Regions from separate parts of the Mus musculus genome. Here regions 1 and 3 are each linked to region 2. A link is a contact called in public Hi-C and promoter capture Hi-C data. All regions are on one chromosome and are shown on one strand. The core of a region is the stretch at or near the end of the contact, and the rest is flanking DNA. Distances in the headings are between cores, read along the strand shown.

Evidence for each region. Promoter capture Hi-C pulls out the DNA fragments that hold promoters and counts their contacts. Hi-C and Micro-C count contacts between places; a contact is called where the count stands out from the background.
Region 1: a Hi-C map of B cells shows a contact between it and region 2, with 10 read pairs. The contact joins the promoter of Tmed9 here to the promoter of Simc1 in region 2. A contact is called at or near these places in 1 of 39 promoter capture datasets (pre-B cells) and 1 of 484 Hi-C or Micro-C datasets (B cells).
Region 3: a promoter capture Hi-C map of pre-B cells shows a contact between it and region 2, with 2.4 times the contacts expected there. The contact joins the promoter of Fam193b here to the promoter of Simc1 in region 2.

The regions. Positions count from the first base shown.
Region 1 is chr13:55,591,486-55,594,832 of GRCm38.p6, forward strand. It overlaps Tmed9 (transmembrane p24 trafficking protein 9), which reads left to right and starts at 1,650. Exons shown (of 5, transcript NM_026211.3): 1 at 1,650-1,872; 2 at 2,016-2,116; 3 at 3,220-3,345. The coding sequence starts at 1,689.
Region 2 is chr13:54,502,072-54,505,188 of GRCm38.p6, forward strand. Simc1 (SUMO-interacting motifs containing 1) reads left to right here and starts at 1,734. Exons shown (of 10, transcript NM_176987.4): 1 at 1,734-1,933. The coding sequence starts at 1,805. It overlaps LOC115486438 (a long non-coding RNA gene), which reads right to left and starts at 2,243. Exons shown (of 3, transcript NR_168901.1): 1 at 1,698-2,243.
Region 3 is chr13:55,569,325-55,572,403 of GRCm38.p6, forward strand. Fam193b (family with sequence similarity 193, member B) reads right to left here and starts at 1,796. Exons shown (of 11, transcript NM_145382.4): 1 at 381-1,796. It overlaps Gm31364 (a long non-coding RNA gene), which reads left to right and starts at 1,772. Exons shown (of 2, transcript XR_873486.2): 1 at 1,772-2,101.

The DNA.
Region 1 (3,347 bases), core at 400-2,899, 1.1 Mb after region 2:
AGATCAGACTGGCCACTTCTGCCACTGTAGCTGCTGGTTCTCATGGATTATAGAGGAAATTGTTTGAGCTCTACAATCTGTACAAGTGCTTCATTGAGACCTCCTATACCCCAGAGGCCTGGAAGGGAGATGAGATCTAGCTATTCTGCAATTTCTCCTCATCAGCATTTCTGTGCTGCCCTCTGGATCTCCTGATCTCTGGAATCTCTCTGCACTATGAGCCTGTTCAGTAAAAGTTCCATGCATTCTTGTCTCAGCTACAATGTGGGACTCCCTCTTCTTGCCTGTGTGGGCTTTCCTTATCTCTATCAATCCAAAGCCTAGAGAGGAATGTGTATCCTTTATCAACCCTACAAGCATGAAGAGATTAATTTAATCCCAGCACTAGGGAGGCAGAGGTAGACAGAGCTCTATAAGATCAAGAAGGACAGCCTGGTCTGTTGTGATCATAAAAAGAGAGCGAGCTATAAGAATATGTTCTGGCGGGGTGTGGGGGAAGAGGTTGCCTTAGTGGGCCCATGCCAAGGCATCCCTTCCCCCTGAGGGACCAGACCACACTGGTATAGTATAGAATAGTTTATTTAGGGCATGGGGAAGGCAGTTAAGAGAGTAGCAGAGGCAGAGAGAAGGAGAGAGTAAAGAAGTAGGGGCTGGCCATGGCGACGTGAAGAGAGAGGGGAAGGGAATAAAGAGCAAAGGGAAAGAGGCAAGAGAGTAAGAGAGTAAGAGAGAGAGGAGGGGCCAAGCAGCCCCTTTTATAGAGCCAGGACTACCTGACTGTTGCCAGGTAACTGTGGGGCGGAGCATACTTGGCTTCTGCCAGGAACTGTGGGGGTGGAGTTTAGAGAGATACCAACATGGTCTACCTATCAAGGTCAGAGCCAGGCAGGGCTACATAGTTAGACTGTCTCAAGAAAAAAAAAAAAAAAGATGCCACAATGTATCTACTTAGTACAGACAAAGGTATTGGTGAACAACAAACACAAGACATACATAAACAACACAATGATAGTTATAAATCTTATTAATGATTAAATTAAATGTAAGTGGCATAAACCCTACAATTAAAAGGTAGAACTTGGCAAGATGGCGTTCAAAAGGCATGATCTAATTGCATGTTGCCCCTAAGAGGTTCATTTTGGAATATAAAGTAATGATATGAGTGGGAAAGAATAGACAGTGCAAATAGTAACCGAGAGTAGGATGGCTGAACATAGTGTTGTGTGCACCTTATATCCCAACCTTAAGAGTCAGAAAGATCCCTACAAATTTCAGGCCGGGGGGAGTTTGCATTGTAAATTCCAGTGAGGCAAAGCAACATAGCAAGACCCTGTGTCAAATCAAATAAAAGTAAAGAGGGATGGGGAGAGGATGGGCAAGAGGGAGAGTTGTATTACTATTGGGTGAAACAGGTTCGAACCTTGCCTCCGCTTATATGTTGCGCAGGCTGACAACTATTATCAGTCATCTCGCTATTTGGCTAAACCGAAGAAAATCCTTCCATTTTGGAGACCCCAGTCCTCAGCTTGCAGAAACCAGCCCCAATCAGGTACTGCCGCGCGGAGGCGTGGTGTATCTAGGGACTTGTAGTCCATGCGGCGGAACTCGCAGTCCCGGCAGGCACTGCGGTGGCCTCCGCTGGGCTACGTGGCTCGGCAGTCTGCGCCTGCGCAGGCAGGTGGGGCAAGATGGCTGCGGTGCGAGGCGTGCGGGTTGTCGGAAGCTCACCGGGTCTCTTGCTGGGGAGAGGGATGCGGGCCTTCCTGCTACTGCTGTGGCTTGCAGCCCGCGGAAGCGCGCTGTATTTCCACATCGGAGAAACAGAAAAGAAGTGCTTCATTGAGGAGATTCCGGACGAGACCATGGTCATCGGTGCGGGGGCGCAGGGAAGCGTTTGGGACAAGTCAGTGGTCCTGGGGCGGAGGGGGATGCGACCTGTTCCGGGTAGCTAGCCTGGCCGCGAACCCCGCACCTCTTCGAGCTTATTTCATCTTCCTTTTTCCGCCTGTCTCCAGGAAATTACCGGACGCAGCTGTATGACAAACAGCGGGAGGAGTACCAGCCAGCCACCCCTGGGCTTGGCATGTTCGTAGAGGTAAAAGACCCCGAGGACAAGGTAAGCTGGCCCTTACCCGCTCCGGTACTTCTTTGTTAGTTTCCTTATCTGTTCGATCGAGAATTTTAGTTGGTGTTGTGGGAAGATACCGGATCTTCTCTAGGAACTTGGGCCGCGGTTTCTGGACAGGTTCAGTTCACAACTTCTCAGTGACCTCTGAGTGACTCCCCCAATTCGGCTGCTTTCCCTAGCCTGTGAAATGGAAGCTCACTTACTCTAGCGATAAGTGTATTAATTGCAGTCAGTGATGGATACCAAAAAGTTGCTAATGCTAAAGTTGTTGTTTAGGCCTTAATTTCACAAAACAGAACACCTTTCAGTTTTGACAAATAATGTTTTAAAGACAAAAGGCAAAATAGTTTTGTTGTCACTAACCATCAGAATAGTTGTGGAAGTTATTTTTGACATCACCATTCATCCAAGCGCCTGGAGAGATGGCTGAGCATCAAGGAAGAGCATTTGCAGCCAGGCAAATGCTCTTAAAGCTGGCCCATGCCTTTAATCCCAGCACTTGGAGGGCAGAGACAGTTGGATCTCTCTGAGTTCCAGGCCAGCCTGGTCAACAGAGTGAGTTTCAGGACACCCAATGCTAACATTCACACAAATAAAGAAAAAAAAATACTTAAAAAAATTAACAGGCATAAAAACAAACAAACAGCCGGGCGGTGGTGGCCTTTAATCCCAGCACTTGGGAGGCAGAGACAGGTGGATTTCTGAGTTCGAGGCCAGCCTGGTCTACAAAGTGAGTTCCAGGACAGCCAGGACTACACAGAGAAACCCTGTCTCGAAAAACCAAAAAAAAACCCCAAAAACTAAAAACAAAACAAAACAGCAACATGGTGGTCATGCTGCCCCTGGAAGGTAGAGGCAGGCCAGCTCCGCCTGGGGAGCAGTTACTCGCCAGCCTGATGTCAGACCCTTCAACCCTGCCCCAGATTGTTGCGATCATTTTATGCCTGTGGCTGAGTACCCTTGGGTCCTTTAGTGCTGTGACGTGCCCAAGGCTCTCCTTGCAGACTCTTGTGGTACTCAGAGCTTTTATCCCCATTTTTTCCTAGTCTCCTGGCAGCATCACTGACTGAAATCCTCCCTGTTATCTATAGGTCATCCTGGCCCGGCAGTATGGCTCTGAGGGCAGGTTCACCTTCACCTCCCACACCCCTGGTGAGCACCAGATCTGTCTTCACTCAAATTCCACCAAGTTCTCCCTCTTTGCCGGAGGGATGCTGGT
Region 2 (3,117 bases), core at 484-2,983:
AAACCAAAGGACTAAGAAAAAAAAATAAAGATTTAAGGGCTGAGTGGAGGAACAAGAGGCAGTTAGACGCTAGAGATAACTGATTAGAAAAACCACAGTCAAAGAGACAGGGGTATAGCTTAGCCTGTATGGAGTCCTAGATTAGATTCCGTGTGTGTGTGTGTGTGTGTGTGTGTGTGTGTGTGTTGTGTGTGTGTGTGTTGAGATGGATGCTTGATAGCACTACAGGAAACTTACTTTACTGTATCCCTTTATAACAATTCACCCACTGGACCAAAACATCTGAAACCTGTGGTCAAGCTATTTGCCCAACAGGCCAGTGATCTCTCTCCTTCCCTTCCCTCCCCTTTCCCTCTCCCCTCCTCCTTTTCCTCCTCCTTCCTCTCCCTTTCTCTCACCCTGGCTGACCTTGGCCTTTCAAGAGCTAGGATTCAAGGCAAGCACCGTGATGCCTGACTCAGAGCAGTGAACCTTCAAGTGTGTTCACCAGACTCTAAGCAATGTCAATATCACCTAGAAACCTGAGAGAAATACCAATTTGGGGCTCACTCCCAAAACTCAGTTTCTCAGTCAGAAACACTGGTGTGTAGTCCTGCAAACTTTATTATACACTCTCTGGCTGATTCAGAAGTTCACTAAAGATTAGAAAACACTGCATCACACGCTGCTTAGACAGCACACAACAGCTTTGCCTCTAGGAACTCCCCCCTTTTTGTTAAAGACATTTTATTATTCTATTTTTTGAAGTTACTTGAGCATAAGCAGCAGGGTTTTGTCAGTATTGCACATTTTTAAAATAGCCATGGGCCCTATTTTGATTTAATGTCCCTACCCTTCAACAAAACAACCAAAGAATTCACTACTTACCCATATTTCCCTCTGATGGGGATACAATTTTATCCCTATATTTTCTGCTTGCTCACAGCATTGGAGTATACGGGCACTCTGGGACCTCATAGCTCTCTGTATGTGCCTTTTCAGTGGTTTCTGTCAACTAGAAACTCAACAAACTCTTACATCTGACAGTTTAAATTCCTGCGACACGTATTGTTGGTGAAACCGCAAATCGGCACAACTTAAGACAATTTGGTACCATTTGTCAAAATAACAATAAAAACATAGATTTGATCCAATAAACCTGCTTCTGGGAATTTATCCCACGGATTTACCTGCACACACAAGAGTGGGTATCTCTCCCTTATCTCAGCCAGAAGCCCCAGTCAATAAAACCCTAGGTTCAGGTTACCCTTTTCAGCCCCTCAGGGCTTCTTTAACCCGAAGGCGTCACTGCTCCTTCTGCCAGGTGCAGGCTCCACTACCGGGTCAATTAAATGCGCTATCAGAGGCTCCATCAGCTCACTCCAGTCCTCACACCTGCAGCCAGGGGCTCGTCACCAGCACTGCCCACTGTGATCGGTTGAGAGCGGCGGCGGACAACCTCTCAACCTCAGCGTTTTTCAAGCCCGCCGACCATGCGGCCCAGCCCCTCGGTTCTATCCCTCCCTTTCCCTCTCTTCCCTCTCTCTCCTTCTCTGAGGGAAAGGGAGCCTGGCTCCTCCAGGGTTCTGTGACACTGCCCTGACCCGGGCGCGCGGCTGCCCCCGAGATAGGCGGGGCTCCGAGCGGGACCGGTCCTCTGGAGGCGGGGCGCGGTGGGGGCGGGGCAATGGAGGGGGCGGGGCCGGCGGGGTACTAACCCCGGTGTCTGCGACGCCTTCGCTGCAGTCGCTTCAGCAGCTGGAACCGGAGTCGGAGTCGCCGGGGCCGCTCGCCGCTCGCGCGTGGCTCCGCCGGGCCCGTAGCCATGGAGGACTTTATCGTGATCTCCGACGACAGTGGCTCCGAGAGCTCGGCCGGGACCCGCTCGGGCAGGGCGCGGAGGCTGCGCCGGGCCCTGTCTCGGACCCCCGGCGCGCTGCCCCGCCGAACCGTGGTGAGTGAATCCACTGCCGCTCGCCACGCCCGACGGGAGCCGAGCGTCGCCCCCTCGGGGCCTCAGCGTTGCGACCCTGGCTCCCCGCCGCCGTGTCTTCCCGCCTTTGGCGGCCTCGGGCCTCGAGGAGCTCGGTGGCGCCGCTGGCAAGGCAGGCCTCGGGCTGGCCAGCGCTGAGCCCTACAGGGTTGTGCTGCGGAGCCGGCCGAGCACATGGGCGACACACTGAGCACCAGTGCGAGCTGCCAAGCGGTGGCCGGCGGTGGCCTCCGGCCCGAGCTGGCTCCAGAGCTTTGGCAGCGGGAGGAGTGGGGGGTCCTGGCCAGGCCGCAGCCGCCACCCGGACCTCGAGGCGGGCGCGCGGGAGCGCGTAATTGTTTGGCTTATGATGGGCACAGATGTGTGCAAGGAGGTAACAGGAGCCCCGGCTGCGAGCGAGGGAAGCGCCGCCCTTGGCATGGTGGCGGCTGCGCTGCAGGGCCTAGTTCTTGAGCTAGGGCCCCGATTTTTGAGTTGTGGAGAAGGACAGTTAATTTTGCTTTGCAGATGCGAATCACATACAAAGCCAGGGGGCGGGGCACTCCCACCTTTGTTTTTCCTTCGGTTCTTTATCTTTGTCCCTGCTCCTGAAGTGATGGAATAAAAATATCTGTGGTCTCTGGCTTTCTAGAACTCTCCACAGAAATTTAGTGACCTGACCCCTACCATGATCTACATGCTGTGGCTTCAAAAATCAAGGGATCCTTCTCTGTTCTTCCTAATATGTGTCCTAAATCAATGTCAGCTACTCTATAAGCGTGTAAATCACATTTTGAGTGCTCATTCATTCTAAGTTGCCTTTGGGAAGTCTTCCTACACCCAAAGGTAGGTGTCTTAGGATTACTGTTGCTGTGATGAAACACCATGACCCAAAGCAACTTGGAGAGAAATTGGTTTAGTTTACACTTCGCTGTTCATACTAAAGAAGTCAGGACAAGAATTCAAGCAGGGCAGGAATTTGGAAGTAGAGGTTGTGCAGAGGCCGTATGGTGAAGCGATGCTTTCTTTACCGGCTTGCCACCTCTGGCTTGCTTAACCTGCTTTCTCACAGAAACCAGGACCACTAGCCCGGGGTGGCTCCACCCACAATAGGCTGGGTCTTCCCACTGCAATCACTAGTTGAGGAAATGCCCTACAGACTTGTT
Region 3 (3,079 bases), core at 546-3,045, 1.1 Mb after region 2:
ATCCAAGAAGTTGAGATACTTTCATTAATTAAAAATCCTCTCACCGTGATACGAGACACAAAGGAGACCAGCATCAAAAGTAGGTTACAATAAGTGCAGGTTCTAGCCTGATTCAACCTTCCCCTCCTTCACCTAGTTACTTCTCCATAAAGGCAAAGCCTGGGACAGGCGTGGAGGAGCCCACGAAGGGCATCCTCCCAGCCCGTGGTGTTCACTGTTCAGTGCTTGGGACAGACACATCAACAAGTTTCATCACAGAAGGAGTGGTGCCATTGAAGGGAAGCAAAGAGGGTGGTGGGCACAGAGGGGGCACTTGGTTTAACTGGGGAGGTCAGGGAAAGCGTTCCAGGAATGGTACCCCAAATGGCATCCCCACTCACATGCACAATTCCAGAGATTCTACTAGAAGGCTGTCAAGAGCCATGCCTTCAGGCTGCACCAGCCTCCCAGAGTCCCCTGCTGCCCGATGCAGTGTCTGCAGAGCCAAACGCATCTTCCGCCACGCCTCGTCCTCATCCGGGCGCTGCATCCGACCCTCCAAGACTCCTGCAGGGGCCTGCCTTCCTTGGCAGGCTCAGCCAAAAAACCAACTCAAAACTCTTTTGTCAGAGCAAGCTTAGGGTGAGCCACCCAGCCCCGGGTGCCACAACCCTCCCTGAGCAACTGTGGCCCACGCCACCCCCGCCTCTCCTGTTTGCTCCTTTTTGCTCAAAAGAAAGTGACCTTCCAGGTGGCAAGCTGGAAGCTTCCGAGAATCCTCCCAAATACTCTTAGTCTCGCAGGATTCACCAAACTAGTGGACTGGCGGGGGTTGGAGGTGGGAGTGGGGGCTCCTTATGGGACAGGAGATAGGAGGAGAACAAGGGTTTCCTCTTTAGTGGAGTTATTCTAACAGTCTTTGGGGCCGCCAACTGTTCTGCTGGGTAGGGAAAGGAGAGAGGTCCCGGAAGGCAGATGCAGAGAGGTACAGCTGTTGAGGGTAGCGGCTGCAGACCGTGCAGGGGAAGGGATGAAGCTGCTGGGGGCGGGGGTGGAGGGGCGCACAGAGGCTGCAGCCTTGCAGGTTCCAGCGCCCTGAGATGATGGTCTTTTAGGGGCTAGGGGATAGGGGGGAATCAGGTGGCTCCAAAGGGAAGTGGAGGGCAGAGAACTAAGCGGTGGTCTCGGGACCTGAGCGAGTCCCAGAGAGCATAAATGGTCAGAAGATTTAGCTCCGGAGCAGGGCCTGAACGGGTAGCTTTACAAGGGTCGCAAGAGGGTTGGCTGAGCTTTGGCTTTGGAGAGGGGTCCAGCTTCCACTCCCGGCAAGCGGGTTGAAAGCATCTGCCCCGGACTTGGGATTTGGTCCCAGACCCACAGTATGGTCCATGCCCACTCCCGCCCCACTCCCGCTCCCGCTCTGGGGAGGTGTAAGCAGCCCGGCAGTCGGAGTCGTTTTGCTCGATCCTACCTGAGGGCCTGGAGCCAGCTTGGGCTCTTCTTCCTCTCGGGGACCGTCGCAATCCAGCTCGGCGGGCACCTCCGGGGGCCCTGCACCGGCTCCCGCTTCCAGGCTCGGCGGCGGCGGCTGCGGCTCGGGCGCCTGGGGCTTCTGCAGCCCCGCGGCCCGCGCCCGCTCCCGCCGGCCCGCGCCGCCGCTTGGCCTGCTCCGCCTCCGAGTCATGCTGCCTCTTGCGCCGCTCCCCCGCTCGCTGGCTCCTCTCGCGCCTCCGCCGCCGCCGCCGCCGCCGCCGCCGCCGCCGCCGCCGCCGCTCCCCTCACAGGACAACAGCCAATATGGCGGCGCCCGGCGCCCCTCCCCGCCTGCTGCCAACAGGTCAGAGGGCACACTCAGTCCGCGCCGCCGCAGTCGCCACGGAAGCCGCCAGCGCCATTTTTAATAAGGCCACCTCGCTGGGCTTCGCAGGAGACCAGCCCCGGGCGAGATCCTGTCCTAAGCACTAGTCCGAAAGGCTGCGATCGGCTGGAGAAACACATTGGGCTCTGTAATAGCGGGCCTAGGAGCTTAATTATCCATTAAATAATGAGTGAGTTACTAATCTTTTTGCTGCGAACTTTTCACGCTCATCTCTTGGCTCCTCCCTAAATCACTTGGAAACAGGTACGAATTATTCCCATTTTGCAATGGACAAGCACTGGCTGCAAAATGCCTACCATAGATTCCTAGATATCATCCCACCACACCTGTGGTCAGCCTGAGGCGAAAGAATAGGCAGGTCTTTACTTGTCGTTTACTGGGAGCCCCACGTTCTGTGCTCAGAACTGCAGGACCCAGACTCAGGTCGTTCTTGAGGCTGATGGGGAAGGGGGTCACTTAAATAGATAATAGGATCGGCGTGACAAGGATGAAATGATTAAAGCACATACTCTGGCAATGTTTTTTTTTTTTTTTAAGTGGTATGTGCGAGAGAGGTCTTTAACCCACAAAGCAAAATTAGAAATGTTTTAATAGCTCAGCATTTTAGTTGTTAATATGTCATCTCCACCCATTTTCTTCCCACAGGGGGAGAAAAATTCAGGCACATGGAACAAAAAAATATATGTATTTTTTTTTTAAGTTTCCAATGCTGTCTTATGCCTTGTCGAGTGAAACTGGAACTTTTTAGTAGTTACACGTGGAATTTATATTGATAACATCAATCAGAACAAAATCTGAAACTTTGACTACCAAGAAGTAAATCAATTTTTAAAAATTGCTCTATTTATCTTATTGTTTTAATAGGTATGTGTGTGTATGTGTGTGTGTCGGTGGGACTGGGTTAAACTTCTTTGGCCTAACTTGCTCCATCTTGAAGTCTGTCCTCCGTTTTGCATGGCCCCAATTCCAAGAAAAACCACAAATGTTCTAGAGTCTACCACTCAGGGAAGGGGAGGAACATCTGGCCTTTTCTCCAAGATCCTGAAACAGTTGCCACCCTTCTTTCCCTGGAATACCTAGGGGCCACCACAGACCAATCAGGAACCAGGACCTCTGGAAAGCCCCCTAACCACAACCAACCATGGTAAAGGTTGCCTAGACCCTCACCCTAATCTTCCACTTCATACCTGGTTGTGGTTTTCTGCTTTAAAAGGCCTGTGA